Linked DNA regions of Mus musculus: region 2 is linked to region 1. Evidence: chromatin contacts called from public HiCAR-type data. All regions are on one chromosome and are shown on one strand. The core of a region is the stretch at or near the end of the contact, and the rest is flanking DNA. Distances in the headings are between cores, read along the strand shown.

Region 1 (6,383 bases), core at 680-3,179:
ACATTATTCAACCTATAGGGCTTCCAGAGTAATACTAATATTTGTACAATGAAACATTTAAGTACTTAAAATTACCTTACCTGTCGTTTAAAATGCTACTAGTAAGCATGCTACCAGCAGAGAAATAAGTAGAAATTTTGAGTCATGGGGATTAAGAACAGCAAGAGATGTTCTAAGGCTCCCCCCTTTACTCAATGGAACAAGAGATAGGAAGGAACAGAAATGGAAGGTAGGGTAGAATTTTTAGGTGTGTTTTTGAATGGTTTTCTTTTGACCAGAAAGAAACTAGAAATGTTTAACTAGAAATTATGTTTAACTAGAAATCATCTGTGCATATTTCTATTCCACACATATTATTCAAAATTTCAAGCTACAGTTTCCCCTTTTCTAAAGCACTTTCAGCAAAAGCATCAAACCCAGCGCCCATGTAAAACCAATTGGTACCAGTTGGTGTGGCCCCACCTTCCTTCCCAGTGAGGATGGAAACCCAAGACAGGGAATTCCCAGAGCAAGCTGGCCAGCTATACTCACCTACATGATGAGCTTCTGGTCCATAAGAAGACCACAGATTCAATCCAAAAGGTAGAGAGTGATTGAGACGTCTCATGATAGCATCGTCAGGCCTCCTCACAAATGTGCCCATACAAGCATCCATGCATACAAGCATTAAGCATCCATGATCCAAGCATACACATACAAGCATCCATGAATAAGAATACACACCACATACACACTTGCACACACACACACAGAAACATTTACATGAGCATTAAATTATCAAAGTGGCCATCTATATTATGAAACTTATCTATTCTGTTCCAAAGGCAGTGCAGTGAGTTATCCACGTATACCTTTGACGTAGATGATGGACAGAGAGAGCATTGGCTTTGGACTTCTGGGTCCAAGGTTGATGTTTAAAATGAAGAAACAGAGAGAGGAGTGGATTGGGCAAGATGGGAGGTAGCAGGGGAAGGCTAGGAGGAGAGGAGGGAGAGAAAACTGAGGTTGGGATACAAAGTAAGTTAATTTTAAAAAATGAATAAAGTCTAAGTCTATCATGAACTAACTATATGAGCTGCAGTTGGATCTGTTTGCTTAACTACGAATTATTTCCACACAGTCCTTGTAGTCATAGCTCCTGTCAATCAGGTCTCAAGTCCACATGTCCCTATACGAAGATTTTCTTTTTTTTTTTTTTTTTTAGTACCCCATCTAAAATGGTCAAAATGTTTTGTCTGAATTGAGATACTTTATCATTTCATGATTTAATCATTTATCTGTTTATTGTTTCATTACCAGTCACTCGGGTAAAATAGAAGCTTTAGATAGGCAAAGAGCTTACCTGCCCATTTTTTTCAGGATACTGGATCATCCTGACATAAATTAGGCACTCAGTTTCTAATGAATGAATGAATGAATACAAAAAGCCCATACTAACATTCCTACTTCCCTTCAGTCTCTTCTGAAGAACAGAAAGAGCAAAAATGCATGCCTATAACTTTTAATTGAATGAGTACTGTTCAAACAGAACCTTTTATTACTTTCACACTGGTTTTCTTTACAAAGGAAAACTACATATTATTACCTATAATACAGAAGTGATTGATAAATTCTATTCAAAGCTAATAAATGATAAACATGGAAAGCAAGATGATCCTCCAATATTCCAAGACAATTTCCCTTAGAAAAACCTGAAGGAAAGCAAATGAAATTTACAATTACCATTACTACAGGATCTGTGCCATCCTCAATTATGGTTTTTAACTAGAATCAATTCAAACATCTTTGCCGCTGAGGTCAGTGGAACTTGGGGAACTGAGTTCTTCCCACAGCATTCCATAGGGAGTCACCAAGACAAGAGAGGGTAAAGAATACCATGCCAGTATGTGCGTCTGTGGGTCCGACATCCTCTGCTGTCTTCTCAGATCTGACTCAACTGGCCAGTGATGACTGAGCAAGTACAGTCAGACCTGACCTTACTGTGTGACTCAGGTGTTTGTGATCTTTCTCAAAGCTGACCATACAAAGTCTTGCCTTTTTCTCAAGGCTTCATGATTTAAAGAAGGCTGTCGAATAAATATCAGGCTGGAGTCTTGCTCAATGTGTTGTCACCGCCTGAGTATGAATTCCTTAGCCACTGAGTCACTTGCTCTTCCTAATAAGGCATGCAGACTTGGAACACTCTGAGATGTCAATGTGGGATCTTCTAGATCCACACAGCTTCCTAAATATTATGAAAACATGGTGGTTACGATTATAAGCTTCTAATTCATCCAGGGCTGTGTTCGGAGCTCATCAGCTCCATGAGCTTGATGACTTGGGTCAGTTTTCATATCTCTCTGAGCTTCAAGTTTCTCAACTTTGAATGTAGTGATAGAGGCTAGAGACACAGCTCTGTTGGTAGCATGACTCAGTACCACACACAGACACTGATCTTGTGATCCACAGCCCCACATAAAGCATAACTTGGTGATGTGTGTGCAATCCTAGGACTTGAGAAGAGGAACCTGAAGGATCATAAGTTCAAACTAATCCTGAAGTACATCGTAAGTTCAATGCCAGCCCGGGCCATTTGAGATCGTATCTCAATGTAAATAAATGAATAAGGAAATATATGATTGGTGATGATCTCAGGTAACTTACAGAACTGTCTTTAGAATTCATTGATGAACACAGCCCTTCACATGATCCCTCACACATTAGGCTTAATTGTGGCTAAATATAGCATTTCATGACTTACATAATGCTAAGTTATGTAAGTGAAATATATGTATATACATATATATCACATATATATTTCATAGGTTGAAAAAACAAACAAGTTTCTTTGAACAATTATCTTAGTTTTCAGATAAATGCAGGAAAGGAGCTTTGATTCTTAACTAAAGTCTTCTTTAAATGTTTTGCTATCAACTATTTTCTTCAAGTATATGTGTGAGTGTGATGCATGGGGAAAATAAATTACAATTAGATACACATCATTGCATCCTATTACATGCAATAATTACACATATGCGGTTTAATTATAAAGCAGTGAGAAATACTTCACACACTGGGTGGACTTTTATATATATATATATATGTGTGTGTCAGAAGTAGTCTCTAAAATTCTCTCCCTGCCTCTGTCTCTGTCATCTGTCTTTCTCTGTCTTTGTCTCTGTCTCTCTCTGTCATCTATCTCTGTTTCTCTCTATGTCTCTCTCTGTCATCTGTCTGCCTCTCTCTGCCTGTCTGTCTCTGTCTCTGAATAAGACACTTAGTTCACAGTAGTTGTGGTTTAATCTTTGTGGTGTGTAGACATGAGAATAGGTCTGTGATTCTCAAAATGAATCGCTAGGTCATTGACTCTGAGAGATGATAAGTGGTGTTTGGTGCTCCAATTATGTTTGAAAAATCATAGTAACATGTATTTACCATAATATTTTTCATGTGACTTGAGCTCTGGCTTGCTAACATTTATTTCCTAGAAGAATGAAGCTTTCTTTATTTCTCAAATATTAATTTGAGATTTTTTTATCATTAAGTATATTATGGGTTTGAGCTCTAAGAAATTGTGTGTGTGTCAGCATGCACATACTCATGAACTAGGGAATAATGAGAGATTGAAAGAGAGATTGAAAGCAAGAGAGAAGTATTGTGTCGTAGTGTATACATATGTGGTGTATAGATGTATACGTGTGTAGTATATACCTATATGTAGTCATGTATGCAGTATATTCATCTGCATGATTTAGATACATGTATGGTGAATACATATGTGTGGTTTTTGCATGTTTGTAAATATATACATGTGTGTGATGTTCACATGTGTGTGGTGTATGCGGTACATGCATGCATATGATGTATACTTGAGGTGTATACATATTTTATGAGGTATATGCATTTGTGTGATGTATGTATATGTGTGGTATATGCTTGTAAATAGTATATGCATATGTCTCGTGTATGTTTCAATGTGGTGTATGAAAGTGTGTGGCATATGCATGTGTAGTATATTTGTGCAGAGACAAAAGAAGGATGGTATGTCTCCCCACCTAGCGCCTTGAAAAATGGACTCTTGCTGAAGCCGAATTTCACTGCTATTTTTGGCTTGTTTGTTTGTCTTGGCTATGCTGGCTACCAGAAAGCCCCAGCAATCTTTTTGTCTCCACTCTTTGTAACACTGTATTTACAGGTATAAATGCTATCATTATCATGTGGCTTCTATATGAGGCAGGTATCCAAATGTTGGTCTCATATTTGGATAGCAAGCACTCTTGCCCATGAAATGTATTTCTAAATCACTAAGAAATATTTAGTGGAGATACCCCAGTACTGAATCCCAAAGCTCTTTCTTCTCTATGTACCCTCCAGTCTTTTCCAGAATCATTCTCTAGCCTTCTCACATAATTCTCTTTTGCTACAGTATAAGCTTCCAGATATTTCCCAGCAATCCTGCACTTTCAGTGTTACCAGGACATTAATCAGTGTGTGTTGATAATTGCTAAGATTATCCTGATAACTGCAGAAGTGGACAGATATGACCTTGTCTTTGTTGGCAGAAGGAAAAGATGGTGTGGGGCCTTTCTACAACGTTTAGTCTCGGTGTCGGTCAATAATGTCAATTAACAGAGCATCCCTTCTTGGTAGGCTGGATGCTAATAGAGAAGCAGTCATTGAACAATATTGTTTCTAAAATTTGACCAAATATCAAAAAGAAAGTAATGACTTGACCTTTAAATATTTCTGGTCCCATTGTAAAGTAAGTAAATATTAGGGTCTTCCATAGCATCTGGCAAAAACTGCACAAGCTACATTGGAGCACTCTGCCCTTCCCCTCTTTCTCTTTTTCTCCAGGATCTTTCAAGAAGGTAGTCCAGGAAAATGTCTTCCTTCTAAATTAAATTAGTTTTATAATGTGCTTCTACTTGTCCAGAAAGTTAAAATGTTTACTTTATCCATCAGATTAGGCAAAGCATGACTGAGGCTTGGGAGAGGAACATGCATGCTGTTCTCATGAGTCACAGTCAGGGCCACTGAGAGGAATGAAAGGCACACTTCGGTGATACATTTCAGGCTGCAGGAAACAGGGGAGGTGGAAAGGAGTGAAACCTGTAACCAGAAACTGTCTGACAACACTCACTGCAGAGGAGGCTACCTCTGGCCCATTTTATAACTGTGTGCTAAGAATATTAAATTCTGTAGAAAGTTAAGGAAGTGGTCCATGTCACTTCAGGGACTGAATCATCAGGTTTTGGAAAACTGTGATAGGAGAGCCAGAGAAGGTCAGGGATGCTGTTGTACCCCGACACAAGAAACAGCTCACTGTCCCATAGAGTCTGCACATCCAAGAGATGATTCTGGAGGCTGCTTCTCTCTTTCTCTCGAGGCTGGGACAAAACACCCATCCAATATGCCCATTAATTATCACAACTCAGAGAAAACTCTCATTCTCCCCACTCTCCAGATGAGAACGCTGGGGCTCACACAAGCTCACTACCGAGTCAGATGAATACACTTTTAGTCCCCTAAATTCATTAATTCTGGCTTCAATTTCCTGCTATAATCATTTCAACCGTTTATCATTGCTGGCCAGAACCTGGTAACACAAATATTTACTTAGTCTAAAGTACATTGGCTTACTGGTTTTTAGTAGCTGAAAACCTCCAATAAAAGCTACATTGGTATTAATAAGGAAAGAACACATTTAGTGTGAAAGAGAAGGGCTTTCTGAGCAAAGATTAAACGTCATACTGCTCTCTCACACTAAGCAGTTCTTTAGGACAGAGGATTCTGGAATTACAACTGTTTTCCATGAACCTTAATATTTTTAGTGTTCAGTTTTTAAATTATTTATGTGCTCTTTCCTTATTGATATTAACTCAAGTTTTTAATATTCTTATGTGTTAGCTACTTTCCTTATCTTGGATTTGGAGGAGTAGAGAGCATCTTTGTTGGGGGTGAGTCGACTCATTCATTCCCAAAGGGCTCTAAAAGTCAAGGTAGCGTGTGTCGTGTGAGAGACACTTAAAGGTTCTGTAGTGGCCCAGCGTGATCAATTGGGCAGTCTAGAGAAACTCTTCTGAGAGCAGTAGGTATATGGCTCTGAGGACACAAAGTCAGGATTCTACGAGGCTCTTGGAATGTTCTGGAAAAAGTTTTTCCTAGTAGAGTCAATGAGGGAAAGATACATTCAGCAGCCTGCTTGTAATGGTTAAAATATTCTTGAGCTAGTTCTTTCTACAAGTTATACACATTTCAAATCCCTATAGCTATTTTTGTTTAACTTTCTTAGACTTGATATACCTCCATTTTTATTTTCTTCCTACCAAGCCATTTAAAGGCATTTCTTAAATGAAAGAGTTCTGTCGGGTCTTCTGCCAAAAGGTTCTAAATTCTAGAAT
Region 2 (6,457 bases), core at 800-3,299, 1.9 Mb before region 1:
TAAAAACATCTAGTAAGAGATAACTGGTACTTTCTCCTCTAGTTTAATATTAGTGGGGAATCACATTAAAAGTTGTCAATTGAAACCCAATATATTCAGTTGCAAATTTCTTTAATCTAGTGCTTTTAAAAATTACTAAAACCAATTGTATATTTCTCTTTTAGAAATGTCTGCTATCATCTTAAAACCTTTCAGTTTCTAATGTGATAACCAACCCTGCAGCTATTAAATACAAATAAACCCAGTACAAGCAGTGGTTCACTGTATTCACTTCTTGGAAACTTACTTTTTAACCTGATAGGCTTCAAATTTCTAGAACTTTTATATTGCATGAAAATTTTCTATTCTTATTAACTCCAACTCATAAGGATTCATATGGGTGAGCATATTCAATTTTGCAAAACCACCGAGATACAAGTTGTTAGCTACTTCCTGTCTTGTATTCACTCATGGAGAAGAGGGGAAGTTTCCTCAATTTCAAATTTTCTATTTTTCCTTCAAGAGAACTTTGAGTAGGTATAAATATGGCTCGAAATAAAATAATTGTTTCTTTTAAAAAAAGCAAGGATGCAAAAACAAGGGAGGGACATCTGTAGGAAAATGGCAGTAGACTACAGTCTAGAGGTGCCATACTACACAATAGGGAATCATTTACTGTCCTCCCCCTAGGAATCCAGGACAATTCACTGAAATAAATGACAAAAAACCCAAAACCAAATAAAAACCTCTGGGGGTGGGTGGGAGAAGAAATGGAGGATTAAAGAAGTTTGTATACGAATGTGGTATGCTGGCTGAGAGCAGTTTCTGTGGACAGAGAACTAGAGCTCCGCCACTTATGGTAGTCTTAGATAATTTCTTTACGCCTCAGGTTACTCATCTGCAAAACTGGGCCAACGTAGTATCGGAGGATTAAACAATCCACGGAAAGGGAATGTTTCGTATCACGTCTGCCATCACAGGAAGAGTTCGGCAAACGCTAGCTATTGTCTTTACCTGGGGGTAGGTCTGCTGCTGCCCTGGGGAGTAGCCGAACTGATGCTGGGACCCCGCGGGGGACCTGGAGTAGGAGCCTGGGTAGCCGCCCGGGGACGGAGACCCGAAGCGGGCCCCCGAGAAGTTGCCGCCGTGCCGCGGAGACTGGCTGCTCCCGTACGGCCTAGCCCGGGGCCCGCAGGGCGGAGTGTGGTGCGGACTCCCGTACCCGTCCCGCGGGGAGGGCGGCCGCGGCCCCCCGCCCAGGGCACCCCGGAAGTTATTTCCGCCACCCCAACCTCCTATCCCCGGGCTGGGGTACGGAGGAGTTGGGGGTCGAAAATTCGGTCGGTGCATATCAGGAAACGAAGCCGCAGAGCTCACACGCCGAACGCCTCACCGGAACCTCTGCGATCAACCGCCAGAAGGAAACTGGTATTCCTCTATTTATACACCCTTCCGGCTCCCAGCGGACTACCGCACCTTAGTTCCGGCTGCACAAAGGTTCCGATCTCACCAAGTTTCTGCAAGAGGGCAGGTAAACAGGTCACTCAATGGAAGAATGGTGGGCGTGTCTGAGAGGAGGAAAGACTGTAAAGGGGAAACTAAATCTCCGGCCGCAGCACGAGCACAGTCGTCAACGGTCTTCCCGGAGACCCCCAGTACACGAAGACGGAAGCGGAAGAGAGGAAACCGATCATCAGGCCTTATTGGCTGTGAGGGTGGGAGAGGGGCGTGCGGGTTCCGAAGAGGGCGGATCAGAGGGGTAGGGCCATCCGTCTTGGAGGCTTCCGGGAAGCAAGGAGTGAAGCGTCAGCCGGATTCGGGGGCGGGGCCATGAGCCAAGAGGCGGGGCCGAAGGGTGTGAGGCGAGAGACTCGGTTGAACAGGATCGTCCAAGGGGGCGGGGCCGAGTGAGACTGAGGTGGAGGCCTGGGCGGAAGCGGAGGGCGTGGTGGGCGGGGAAGAGTGCGAGGGCGACCAGGGGGAGGGTCTTTGCGGAGGGGGCGGGGCTGGCGGCGGGGCCGGGCTGGCTGGGGGGGCGGGGCTGAGGGGGCCTAAGGTCAAGGAGGGAGGTCGCGGGGCGCTCTCGCTGGGGTTGAGGGGCGATGCTGTGGATGCTGGCCAGGGCGGTGGCTTTTCGGAGACCCGGCCGAGGCCTGGCCGGCGGGAGGGGGCTGTGGACCGGCCGCCCGCAGTCAGGTACCTACTGACACTGAGCGCTCGGGCTCCCTGAGGGGAGCGCTCGCGCCTCGGGGGCTCCTGTCGCAGGGCTCATGGCCATGGTCGTGCCCTGCTTCTCTTTTCCACCCCTGGCTTCTAATCCCCCAAGGTTTGGTAACTTAGGAAACAGCACCTCCCGCCAAAAGCTGAGTTTTAGAAAGCAGACTGCTGCCTTGAAAACTTAAGCGAGCCTGTAGTAATTAATGCTGGACTTGAACCCTGCGTTTACGTTCTTGTAAAATGGAAGTTGACGAGGTTAGGAAGTAGAAACAGAAATTTAAAGGGGAAAAAAAAACCCACGAAAACATACCCCAAACTTAAAAATCTTGTAATTATAAAGAAACGGGATAATTAAAAAATGCTATCTTCTGCATAAGATACCTGTCTTAGACATTCCTGTAGAAGAGTTTTGTGGTCTTTCCCTAACTCCTTCAGATACTAAAATCAACTTGGGATTTTAGGACTCATCACATTAGACCGTGGATATGTGAGGGGGTTATTGGTTTAGATTTTTGTGTGTGTGAGTGTATTGTTTGCGTGTATGCACATGCACCATTTAACGTACCTGATGCCTTTGGAGATCAAAAAAGAATCAGATTTCCTGGAACTGGAGAAAATTGTGGTTGTGAGCTACCTTGTGAGTGCTGGGAACTGAGCCAAATCCTCTTGAAAGAGCAGTAAGTGCTCTTAACCACTGAGTCATCTCTTCAGCGCCTGGCCTAAGGTTTTCATTCATCCATAGCATCTTTCTGAAGCATTTTGGCCTTCAGTCTCTGACATCTTCGGTGACATAACTATAGAGTATATCCTCAGCTTTATTCTTTATTAATGGAGACATAAACACAAGGGCTTATGGGGGGGGGTGAGGTTGTTTAATTTTTTCATGCCCCTGCTATATTCTTGGATAATTCAGTTCGACTTTTTTTGTTTTGCTTCATTTTGTTGTTTTGTTCTTTGTTTGTTTTTTTGAGACAAGGTTTCAATACATAACCCAGGCTCGACCACATTTCTTATTTCTGAAGACAAATTGTATAATCATGGAGGGATAATGTCATCATCAGGATGTAATGATATTTTAGCGCCTGCACACTACAGCTTATCTAACATTTATATTGTTCTTTACTGGCCATAATTTCTGTTTTATCTTTTCTTTGTCTAGCTTAGAATCTAGCATTTGAGCAGTCATACTTATGAATGTATATTTATTCACACATACATGTCAGTGAGTCAATAATCTGCCTTATGAAGGAAGCTGAGAAGTGGGGTGGTAGGCACCAAAAGTATGTTTATTATTATTTTTATAACTGGCAGAAAATAATGCAGAATTGGGTCTCAGCTTGCCCTATATGAATTACCTTCTCACTTGAATTCTGCTTCTAGAATGGAACTGAATCCAGGGCCTGTGCATGCAGAATGGGCTCTTTACTGTTGGGCATCAGTGCACTCCTAGTCCCCGGAATCTATCCACACAATACACTAAAAACCTGGGAGAAGAAGAAATACAGGGGGAATGTTGCCAGGTAGATTAAGCCAGTGTTCTTCCCAGCGCATTTGAAAGTGTAGACAATGATTGTCCCAAACTGAATCTTTAATAATTATGTGAAACTCAAGACCAATGTTAATCCCTTTAGAGACTTTTTTCTTTCAAATGAAAAATTTGGCAAGAATAATTAAATAATTTTTTTTTAGACTCACCTAGAAGATCAGAATTTAGGCTTCTAAATTTTATGTATTCTTTCCTTAGAAATACAATCATTTGAAAAATGAAATTAAAAAAGCATAAAAATCTTGAACGCAGGCAGGCATGGTGACACATGCTTTTAATCCTAGTATTTGGGAGGTAGAGACAAATGGATCTTTGTAAGTGTAAGGCTAGCCTCATCTTCAAACTGAGTTCCAGGATGGCTAGAGCTGTGTAAGAGAGGGATTCTGTCTCAAAAACAAAAATTACTGTGTAGCTTCTTTTGGATTTACAGATTATAAGTATACTCTTAGCTTGTGAATCATAGCTATATCTAGGATATTCCTAAACTTTAGGCTGGAATTTGCAATCTGACTGGCTGATCTGGTGGGCCCAAGAACCCTATATTGAAAATTTATATAGTGACTTTAGTGAAAGCATGAGAGGAAAGAAAAATTTAGTTGTGCTTCCTGGAGCTATAAAAATTAAAGAACTGTAACAATGACTGTGAATATATAGTAGCGTTCTCTGGGAGGGAAAAGGGAATATTCTATTTCAGTTAGCGAATAGACATGGTTCCTGCACAAGGACTGCAGCCCAGTGTAGGGATAACCAGCATTAGAAGACAGGCGTATGCACACTACAGTGCTCTCAAAGCAGAGGCTGCCAGTGCTTACGTGTGGTCTACAGTTATCATGATGTACATAGACATGAGCAATGCTGCAATTTTCTGTGTCCTTGAGAACTCTGTGGTGATAATGTATTTTGGAGTGTAGAGATTAAAGCAAACGAGAGCAACAAGATAAACAAGTATGAATGTGAGTAGGGTTGGCTTGTTTCTATAAGGTTGTAATGTTTATTTAGGTTACCTAAGGGGTGTTTCTATGGTGTGTGTGTGTGTGTGTGTGTGTGTGTGTGTGTTTACAGTCAGTGGATAGCAATTTCATTTCTTTCATATTGCCGTATCTCCAAAGCAAACAGCAACAAAAATCTACTTGAGAGCCCAATATATAAAAGCAGAAGAATAATGTTTAAAATAGAGATTGGGGACCCAGAATTCTGCTCACCTTGTATTCTTACTTTGCCATCCTGCAAAGCAACTCTGAGATTCCTTTGAGGAATTCCCAGAACATCCCCAGTTTAGGTAAATGGCAGTAATAGTGCTTCATGCATTGATACTTTGTTTAGTTTTACTGTCTGCAAGAAGTAAATATTTTCATGTTTCTGTGTTGTTAGGGCTTTCTAAATGGAAACTGGGTTAAAGGACAAGCCATGGAAGTTAAACAATGATTGATTAGGTAGAAGTATGAGTTTATATTTAAAGGGATATAAACCAAGAGGCTTGGATGCATTCCCAGGACTGCAAACTCAGCTTCTGTCCCCCTGGAAAGGCGATTTATATCCCATGGTGTAGGGTTCCCCCCAAAGAGTATTTAAATGCTCCCATTTATCAGAAGAAGGTAGATGCTGGGTTGTCATCCTGCACAAACTCCTAGATTCATAATTTTGGGGGCCTTTTCCTATAGTTCAATCCCTGTAAAGAATAGGTCTAACTATTTTATTTGTATTGTGTTTGTTAACTGTGAGGTATTAGGTGCGGGGATATGGTACATTTCTCGATGTTACTCAGAACTGATATCTGCTATAGAAATCTCATGTTTAGCCGGGCGTGGTGGCACACGCCTTTAATCCCAGCACTCGGGAGGCAGAGGCAGGTGGATTTCTGAGTTCGAGGCTAGCCTGGTCTACAGAGTGAGTTCCAGGACAGCCAGGGCTATACAGAGAAACCCTGTCACAAAAATCCAAAAAAGAAAGAAAAAAAAAAGAGAAATCTCATGTTTACTTTCAGAAATGCATATATAGATTAAAAGTTAATTATAGAGAAAAATTGTTTAAGAGAACATAGTAAACAATTACTATACATGGAGAATACTTAGGGCATAATTCCTCTTGGGAAAGCATAATCTTTAACTTCATACTTCCTGATGGTTTTCATACTGTTTTCCTTGGAGTGCTGCCTGTTAGCTGTCATGTTAAGGACAGTAGGCTACTAAGAAGTGAATGAATATGAGATTAGGTCATTCCTTAATAGGAAGGAGTGAATCTGCTTCCAACACAGTAAATCACTTTAATAATATTTCCACTGACAAAGCAAGGCAGATTTAAAGGAACTTTTAAAAAACATTGCTTTGTTAAAATTTATTCCCCATTTTTTTTCTTTTCTGAGATTTACTTATTTTATGTGGTTTTGCCTGCATGTATGTCTATGTGAGAGTGTTGGATCCCCTGGAACTGGAGTTATAGACAGTTGTGATCAGCCATGTGGGTGCTGAGAATTGAATCCTGGTTCTGTGGAAGAGCAGCCAGTGCTCCTAACCACTGAACCATCTTTCTCAGTCTCCCTTTTCATTTGATTAATCTCAAGCACGTGATTAAGCACAAGAGAAACATGTTATACATATTTACTTCTTTCCAGATTAATATGGTTACACCAACAGAAGTCTCCAGTGAAATTAATAAAAATCATTACAGAAATAGTTCTATATAAAGAGGTAAAAGTTGAAAGGTCTAGACGTGAGG

Evidence for each region. HiCAR-type assays count read pairs that join an accessible place to other places.
Region 2: a HiCAR-type map of astrocytes shows a contact between it and region 1, with 4 times the contacts expected there. The contact joins the promoter of Sugct here to the promoter of A530046M15Rik in region 1. A contact is called at or near these places in 3 of 39 promoter capture datasets (the 3T3-L1 cell line and hippocampal neurons), 2 of 484 Hi-C or Micro-C datasets (the C2C12 cell line and adipose-derived mesenchymal stem cells) and 1 of 115 datasets of contacts at active chromatin or transcription factors (astrocytes).

The regions. Positions count from the first base shown.
Region 1 is chr13:15,802,789-15,809,171 of GRCm38.p6, reverse strand. A530046M15Rik (RIKEN cDNA A530046M15 gene) reads right to left here and starts at 1,929. Exons shown (of 5, transcript NR_046131.1): 1 at 1,723-1,929.
Region 2 is chr13:17,690,357-17,696,813 of GRCm38.p6, reverse strand. Sugct (succinyl-CoA glutarate-CoA transferase) reads left to right here and starts at 2,049. Exons shown (of 14, transcript NM_138654.3): 1 at 2,049-2,175. The coding sequence starts at 2,082. Mplkip (M-phase specific PLK1 intereacting protein) reads right to left here and starts at 1,401. Exons shown (of 2, transcript NM_025479.6): 1 at 994-1,401. The coding sequence starts at 1,329.